Regions from separate parts of the Sus scrofa genome. Here region 1 is linked to region 2. Evidence: chromatin contacts called from public HiChIP or PLAC-seq data. All regions are on one chromosome and are shown on one strand. The core of a region is the stretch at or near the end of the contact, and the rest is flanking DNA. Distances in the headings are between cores, read along the strand shown.

The links. HiChIP or PLAC-seq counts read pairs in DNA pulled down with a chosen protein or histone mark.
Region 1: a contact with region 2 is called in an H3K27ac HiChIP or PLAC-seq map of alveolar macrophages. The contact joins the promoter of ZFAND3 here to the promoter of CMTR1 in region 2. A contact is called at or near these places in 1 of 5 promoter capture datasets (liver) and 1 of 2 datasets of contacts at active chromatin or transcription factors (alveolar macrophages).

What each region holds. Positions count from the first base shown.
Region 1 is chr7:33,375,947-33,379,600 of Sscrofa11.1, forward strand. It overlaps ZFAND3 (AN1-type zinc finger protein 3), which reads left to right and starts at 2,284. Exons shown (of 7, transcript XM_021099854.1): 1 at 2,284-2,407; 2 at 2,916-3,215. The coding sequence starts at 3,145.
Region 2 is chr7:32,999,149-33,003,254 of Sscrofa11.1, forward strand. CMTR1 (cap-specific mRNA (nucleoside-2'-O-)-methyltransferase 1) reads left to right here and starts at 1,351. Exons shown (of 25, transcript XM_001924210.5): 1 at 1,351-1,512; 2 at 3,707-3,844. The coding sequence starts at 3,712.

The sequences.
Region 1 (3,654 bases), core at 1,034-3,533, 380 kb after region 2:
GGGATCAAACCTGTGCCTCCACAGTGACTTGAGCCACTGCAGTTGGAGTCTTAACTCACTGAGCCAGGGTAGAATTCCAAAAAAATTTTTTTGAGGCATTCCCATTGTGGCTTAGCAGAATTAAGAAACTGACTAGTATCCATGAGGATGTGGGTTTGATCCCTGGCCTTGCTCAATGGGTTAAAGATCTAGGGTTGTTGAAAGCTGTGGTGTAGGTCACAAATTTGCGTCGTATCTCATGGCTGTGGTATAGATCTGTTGCTGCAGCTCTGACTTGACCCCTAGCCTAGAAACTTCCATATGCTGCAAGTGAGGCCATAAAGAAAAAGGTAAAAATTTTTTGGAGTTCTCTTGTGGCACAGTGGGTTAAGGCTCTGGTGTTGTCACTGCAGTGGCTCCAGTTGCTGCTGTGGGGCAGGATGGATCCCTGGACCGGGAACTTCCACATGCCACAGGTGCAGACACCCTCCCCAAAAGTTTCAGCTGGTTTTTGTACTAAGTGTGACTTTTATCCGATTAGCTCTTCTGTTTGACAAACATGGATCGAGTATGTTTCAATCCCACTCTGGGAATCCACGAATCCACAGAGCAGGCACAAACAGAATGGTGTATATAGAAATAAAATAGTAACATTTGGTAATAAAATTAATCTAGGTAATACCCTTTAAGGCTCTGGTACCCCCCTTGGGTTGTGGGTACATTAACAGCTATTTCTCAGAGATAGTCCTTTTGGAGGTAGGTTTTGTGAGAAGAGACAAGACATGTAAATTTCCTGGTCCTATAATGGAGACTATGTGGGCAGAGGAATGAGGGACCAATTCTGCCTTGTCAGTGTGTGGAAGGCATTGAAGAGGAGACAAGCAATGAATGGGCAGTAGAAGGGTGCTGGGAACCAGAGGAAGGGGCAGAGGACAATACAAGGGACAGAACCTTAGGCAATGTCTTATAAATACTGGGTACTCAATAAATGCTTGCTAATTGGAATAACTGGCAAACAGACAGGAATGCAAGCTGTTTGAAAGATGACAATCATGTTTGACACAAAATTTTCCTTTCGGTTTTAGGGTTTCTTTTTCCACAGACAAAAGAGTCACCAAGATGCCAGTAGAGAGAGTGCTACTTAATCTTTGTTAAACTCAAAGACTGCAAACCTTGCATGAATGTGGCAATTTTATGTCAGCTTAAGAGAAGATTTAAGGAAATATGAGTCCAATGAGAGCTAGGTGTATTGTATGAGTTCATTCATTCTATAGGTTTTTGACAGAAACATTTATTGAAGGCTTAGGAAAATCCACAAAGCTGAAACTAAATATTGCTCAAAATAAATCAGCATTCACATTTGGGGGTGCTTTGGTTTTAAGTGGTTTGATCTCTGCAATTGCTGTCTTCATCATCAACAGCCTCTTTAGGAGGATGCTAACTAAATGTGTTCCTTGCTCCTCAGAGGCCAAAAGAAGCAACAACATTTAATAAATCAACAGAACATGCACAAACAGAATGGTATAAAAAGAAATAACATTTGATAATAAAGTTCATGTAAGGCTCTCTTACTCCTGCCAGGTCGGGGGAACACCGCAGCTATTTCTAAGAGCCATAAGGGCCTCAGCTGTGGATCACCTTTCCAGGAAGTCTGGTGGAAGTTTCCTCCTCCTTGAATTTAGTCATCAACAACTGCCTTCTGTTCATAATTGGTTGGAGGTCAGTATAAGTTCCGGATCAAAGACAAGGAACGCTAAAGGACTCATTTTCTTAGTGGCTCAAACTTTTTGATCACTTAATTGCCATCACTGACTCGGCCATAGCTCCTCTCTAAAAATCAAAACGTCCACTCCAGGAAGAACAGAGGTTCTTCTAGTCTAGGCACAGGGAGTGGACTTGTGTCTCTGAGGTTGGGGACGCCGATGGGGTTAGAGGCACAGAACATGACTAAGACAACCACCCTCCCACCCCTTGCCATTGCTGCTGCAAAGAAGGAGGGTTATATTTCCCAGAAGTTCATTACTGCCAAAGGGTGACCAGTTCCCTGGGTGAGTTGGGTGTGGCAGGACTGGGAAGAGAGATTTCCAGGGGTTAGCAGTTGGTGGAGAAATGTTCCCCAGTATCTCCCAGGTCCAAGAGCGAAGAGTTAGTGGGCCTCTCAGGCAGCCGAAGACCCAGGCAACCCCCGGCCGACCGAGACTCACTTCCGGGTTTGGAAGCGCTCCTCCAGGCCCCTCCCCATACTGGGTTACGGGTGTCTCCGGGCGCATGCGCAGCGCTCAGGCGCCGCTCTGGGACTGGCCCAACTTACCTAAACAACTAATCTGCTCCTCCCCCTCTCGCTTGGGGCGTACCATTCGCGTTTGGGGGAAAGCAACGTGCCCCAGAGTACTCAGAAGCCTGCTCCCCTTTTTCACACGAGGGGAAGGTAAGTTTGCCTCAGATTCTAAAAGTTCCAACATAAGAAAGCCTCAAAAACCCGTCGCCGAGTGTTAGCTCAACGGTCTCGGCTTTGCCCACGGCCCAGTTCTCTTCCTTTGAGGCGCTGAACAAAGTGGCACGCCCGGATCCCAGCTGATCAGCTGCTGGGCTTTGGCGGCGGCTCCCCCGGGCGAGACCATTGTGACTCCTTGGGAGGGGTGCGTGAGGAGGGGAGGGGGCGGAGCGGCCATTGTCCGGTCAGCGCAGCCTCCGGGGGAGGGGAGGGTGTTACGGAGCGAGCGCGGCCGGGGGTTTCACAGCGGCCGCTGCTACGCCAGAGCCGGCGGGGGCCTCAGATCCTTGCCAGCGCCGCCGCACGGGACATCGCTCTGGCTGGAAGCGGCGGTGGGAGCTACCGAGGGCGCCGGGTCTTCCCTCCTCTCCCGCGGTCCTCGGTTCACCCGCACGCCCCACCTCCTCAGCTCCCCTCCCTCTGCTCTCCGCGCCTCCCCCAGCCCCCCCGTCTCCGTAGGTCGAGTGGTGCGGCCCGCCTCCAGCTGACCGGCCTGGAATCCCGGCTCGGAGCCCCGGACTCGCGCCCGCCCGCGCGCCCGCTCCCTCCCCCTCCCCCCGCCCCGAGCCCCCCGACGCCGCCGCCGCCGCCGCCTCCTTCTAGCGGGGCCCAGGCCCAGCCGCTGCCACCGTCGCCGAGCTCCGACGCCGCCGCCGCCGCCGCCGAGCACCATGGGAGACGCCGGGAGCGAGCGCAGCAAAGCGCCCAGCCTGCCGCCTCGCTGTCCCTGCGGCTTCTGGGGGTAAGTGCCCAGGCTGGGTGGGGGTGGGGGCGGGGGCCCAGGCGCTGGCGCCGGGGCTGCCTGGTCAGGCCTCGGGGCCCTGGGAGGCCGGAACCCTGGGGACTGGGCCCAGGCCGGGCCTTCGGGGAGGGGGCAGGGGCCGCGTCCTGAGGGAGGGTGCGGCGTGGGGAGCTGGGGGTGGGCAGAGGAGGCCCTGCCCGAGGTGTGCTGCCACCCTCGGGACTGCCTGCCGGAGACTTGGGCCGAAAGGGGCCGCCCGGGCCTGGTAAGGGGGCAGGGCTGCGGGCAGCGATGAGGGGGCGGTGTTGGCACCTCCGGGTGGAGCTGAGGTGCCCCCTTCTCTTGGCTTGTGAAGGCCAGCCCTTCCTCCCCTCTTTGGTAGGAGTTGGTGCCCAGGCAGTAGGAGGGTATTTCCTCTGACTTTTTCACCTCCCCTGCT
Region 2 (4,106 bases), core at 101-2,600:
TTGTTTAAATCACTTTGGTTTTGGGGAGAATGCACTACAGGGATCCCAGCTGGAGACAGGCACAATGATTTGGAGATTACTGGAGAAATTCTGATGAGAAAGGGTGACTGCACCATTGGTGGCAATGGGAATGGAGAAGAGTGGACAGATTTGAGAATTAGTAGGTAAATTAATTAGTAGGTAAGTGCATATTGGTGCCTACAGGGAATGAGGAAGGTTGGGCCCCCCTCATATTTATGTTTGGACCAATGGTGGTGACTCTGACAGGAAAAAGAGCAGGCTTATGGGTGAACAGAAGGTCTGACCTGAATTTATGGGTGTGAGGTGACCGAGTGGGGATGTTCGGAAGACTTTTGGCTACGTTGGTCTGAAGATTGGAAGAGAGGTTTGGCATTGGAAGCCATCTGTGTCCATATGGTAAGATGGCATAGGTGGCACTCCTTTTTTCCTCAGGATCTTTGTTCCGTATCTGCAGTGGATGTACCATATGCTGCACGTTGGGGATACAACGGTGAACAAGAAGACTGGGTTTCTGGAGTTCCTGTCATGGTGCAGCAGAAAGGAATCCGACTAGGAACCATGAGGTTTTGGGTTTGATCCCTGGCCTTGCTAAGTGGGTTAAGGATCCGGTGTTGCCCGTGAGCTGTGGTGTAGGTCGCAGACACAGCTTAGATCTGGTGTTGCTGTGGCTGTGGTGTAGACTGGCGAAACAGCTCCAATTCGACCCCTAGCCTGGGAACCTCCACCAGCGGCCTAAAAAAAAAAAAAAAGACTGAATTTCTGCTCTCAAGTGTCTTAATCTATAAAATTAAAATGATCTATAAAATCAAAATAATAGTGATATTAAGAGAGATGAGTTGGAAGTTCCTGTTGTGGCTCAGCAGCAAGACGTCCGACTAGTATCCAGGAGGATCCATGAGGACGCGGATTCCATCCATCCCTGGCCTCACTCAGTGTATTTCCGATCCTGCGTTGCTTGAGCTGTGGTGTAGGTCGCAGACACGGCTTGGATCCTGCGATGCTGTGGCTGTGGTGTAGGCCCAGGGAACTTCCATATACCGCAGGTGCGGCCCTAAAATGCAAAAAAAGAAAAAAGAAAAAAAAAAGAAAGAGAGAGAGAGCTGAGTTGAATTCCGTTCTCGTTCCCAGAGCAGAAAAAGATACTTGCATACTTTAGCTTTTATAACCTGTTCGGGCTGGGTCTTTTGCGCAGGCGCCCTGGACTGCCCTGGGGGCAGGGGGTGGGGCGGGCCTGAACCGAGAGCTCTGCCCCGGGGCCTGGGCCCGGGAGGGTGGAGGGAGTGGGCTGCCCTGACGTCATCAAGCTGCGCGGCCCGCAGGGCGGGACCCAGAGCGCGACAGCGCGGCCGGCAGATCCGGGCGGGCTTGTGGGGAAGCGAAACTGAGGGAGGAGGCGGCTCTGGCAGCGGCAGGGCCAGGCCTGGTGGCGGCGGCATCGGCGGCCTGATTCCCCCCTCTCCGCTCCTTGGCAGCTCGCCCTCTTCCCTCAGCGTGAGTGCCGACGCGCGGCCCGGGGGGAGCGAGCGGGCGGGCGCGCGGGCTCAGCATCCACTCCTCTGCCGCTGCCTCGGCCCCCCCACCGGCGGTCGTGACCCTCACCGCCCCCTCTCTCTCCTCTCCTCCCTTATACCCTTTCCCCCCGCGCCCTCTCCCCAATTCTCCAGCTCCGCGCAGCCCGAGCTGCTGCTGACAAACGTCTTGCGCACACATTCACACACTCACGTTATCTACAAATGAAGACTGGCCCGGGGTTTATGGGAGCTCTTCTCTTACCCGTATGAATAGGGATGGCAGTGCAAAACCGAGGCCCGGGGAGGGAAGACTGGAGAGGGAATTTGAACCCTTAACCTTGGGGAGCAGCAGGTAGAACCAGGCCTTCTGCCTTCCACGTAGAAGTTCCCTGCCAGGACACATTCTTTTGCCCTGTGTAGGTCACTTGAGCTGGGCACTGGTTAGCTGTGTGGCCTTACCCTCTCGGGCCTCAGTTTTTTTTTGTAGTGGAAAAGGGGAAGGTTGGGTGAGGTGATTTAGGAAGGCCCAAATCTATGGTGGTTTGGGAGGAGCATCAGTCTCCTGCTTTTCGCACACTGCTTCTCCTTTCCTTTCACCCACCTAAACCCAGTTACTGAGTGCTTCCAGTCTCCCGCAGAGTCGCTAAGAATCAGAAGGCCAGTTTTTGCTTAAGTTATAGGCCTTTTGGGGGGCCTTTTTTTTGGGTGGGGGGGAATTTAAGACCGCCCTTTAAAGTGAAATGTGGCGCAGCCTGGTTTTGCTTTCTGTTTATTCAACGGTCTCCCGTTCTTTCTACTGGCCCAGGGTAGCTCCTGCCTGTCCCTAGTAAGAGGCTGCCTCCTTAGGAAGGATGAGATTTTTTTTTGTTGGGTTAGCCGACTCATCCTTGAGCTGGAGAGAAGTGAAAGGTGATTCATGTTTGAATCATGAAGGGATCAGTGGTATCTTTGGATCTCATCACTCTCTCGCTGCTGTGACCCATGCACCTCTCCTCTACCAAGGAATTGCAGCCCAGGTGGTCACCCACCTGTTTTGAGTACTTTCTCTTTTCTGAGTTCTCTTACAGCAAACAGTAGAGTGTAAACCACACTGTATTCACTTCTACTTTTGCTTTTTCTTTAATTTGATCGTTCATTAAGCTTTCAGGAATCTCATCATCACTTTATTTCATCTCATTTTTTTCCCCCTTCATGCCCTCCTCTCATGCTTACTCATGGGCATGGATGATGGTGACATGGTGCCTTTGCTGTTTCCATTCTTTTTTGTGGACGTGGGGTTCTTGTCCTTAAAATTATTGTTTCGGTACATAGGTCCTAGGATAGGCTATCTCCGGTCCCACTAGTTTTCCCATTCTTCTGTTTTCTCGGTCCTAAGTCAACCACAGCTTCCATTCCTTACTCTGTTTAAAAAATTTCCCAATTCTTCCATGTTTTAAACATCCTGAAGTAAATCAAAACCCAGTATTTGTATCATACTGTGTAATCTCTCAATTGTCCTGGTACAATAATAATAGTGATGAGAGCAGTCATTCTAGGATGGTCTTCTCAATCTGGAAATATATTTTCATTTTATGGCCACACTCGTAAGCATATAGAAGTTCCCAGGCTAGGGACTGAATCTGCGCCAAAGCTTCAACCTGAGCTACAGCTAGGGCAATACTGTCCTTTAACCCACTGCACCTGGTCAGAGATTGAACCCATGCTTCTACAACACCCAGAGTTGCTGAAGTTGGATTCCTAACCTACAGCACTACGGCTGGGAACTCTGGAAATATTTGTGGATAGTCATTAGCTTTCACAGTTAATTTCCATTGTACAGTGGTGTCACACATGGGCAATGTTGTATGAAAAATGTAGAATAACAACCGCCTATGGTGTTTTTCCCTCTATGGCTTGTGGAGTTGATCTATGACTTTGGTATCTAACACCAGTGGCCCAGGGGCTTCTGGGTCTGTGAACACCACATTATCCAATAAATTCCACATTTTTCAATCAGAGCTTGGCTAGTGTCCTTCTTGGACCTCATTCTGAGGAAGAAGCTACTCAAGTGCTGGCACTGCAAGCTGTTTGGGGTTGCCAGCTTTCATCCCATTGATGGTTTGTATTTTGGAGTCCCTGCTGTGAGCCTTGTGGCTCTGACAAGGGCAGCTGACTATCTGGATTTGTGGTTGCAGTAACAATGAAGAGGAGAAATGATCCAGAATGCACTGCCCCTATCAAGAAACAGAAGAAAAGAGTTGCAGAGCTTGCTCTGAGCCTCAGCTCTACGTCTGATGATGAACCTCCCTCCTCAGTCAATCATGCGGCAAAAGGTAAGCCTACCTGTGTGGTCAGAGGCCACTGACTGTCTGGTTGTTTGAATCCCTGATGCCTGACTTGGGCAGAATACTGTCCACGGCCCCTTGAGGAAAATTAGGCAAATGCTACAGAGATATTGGCGGCAGACTCTCTTCCCTTCTACCATCCTCCTGCAAAGAGTGGGGAACTTGTTTTAACTAAAAAATTGGAATTTGGGCCGCTGTGTCTTAATTCTGTTGCTGGTCCTTCAGCAGGTGACACTCTCTTGCTCCCTTA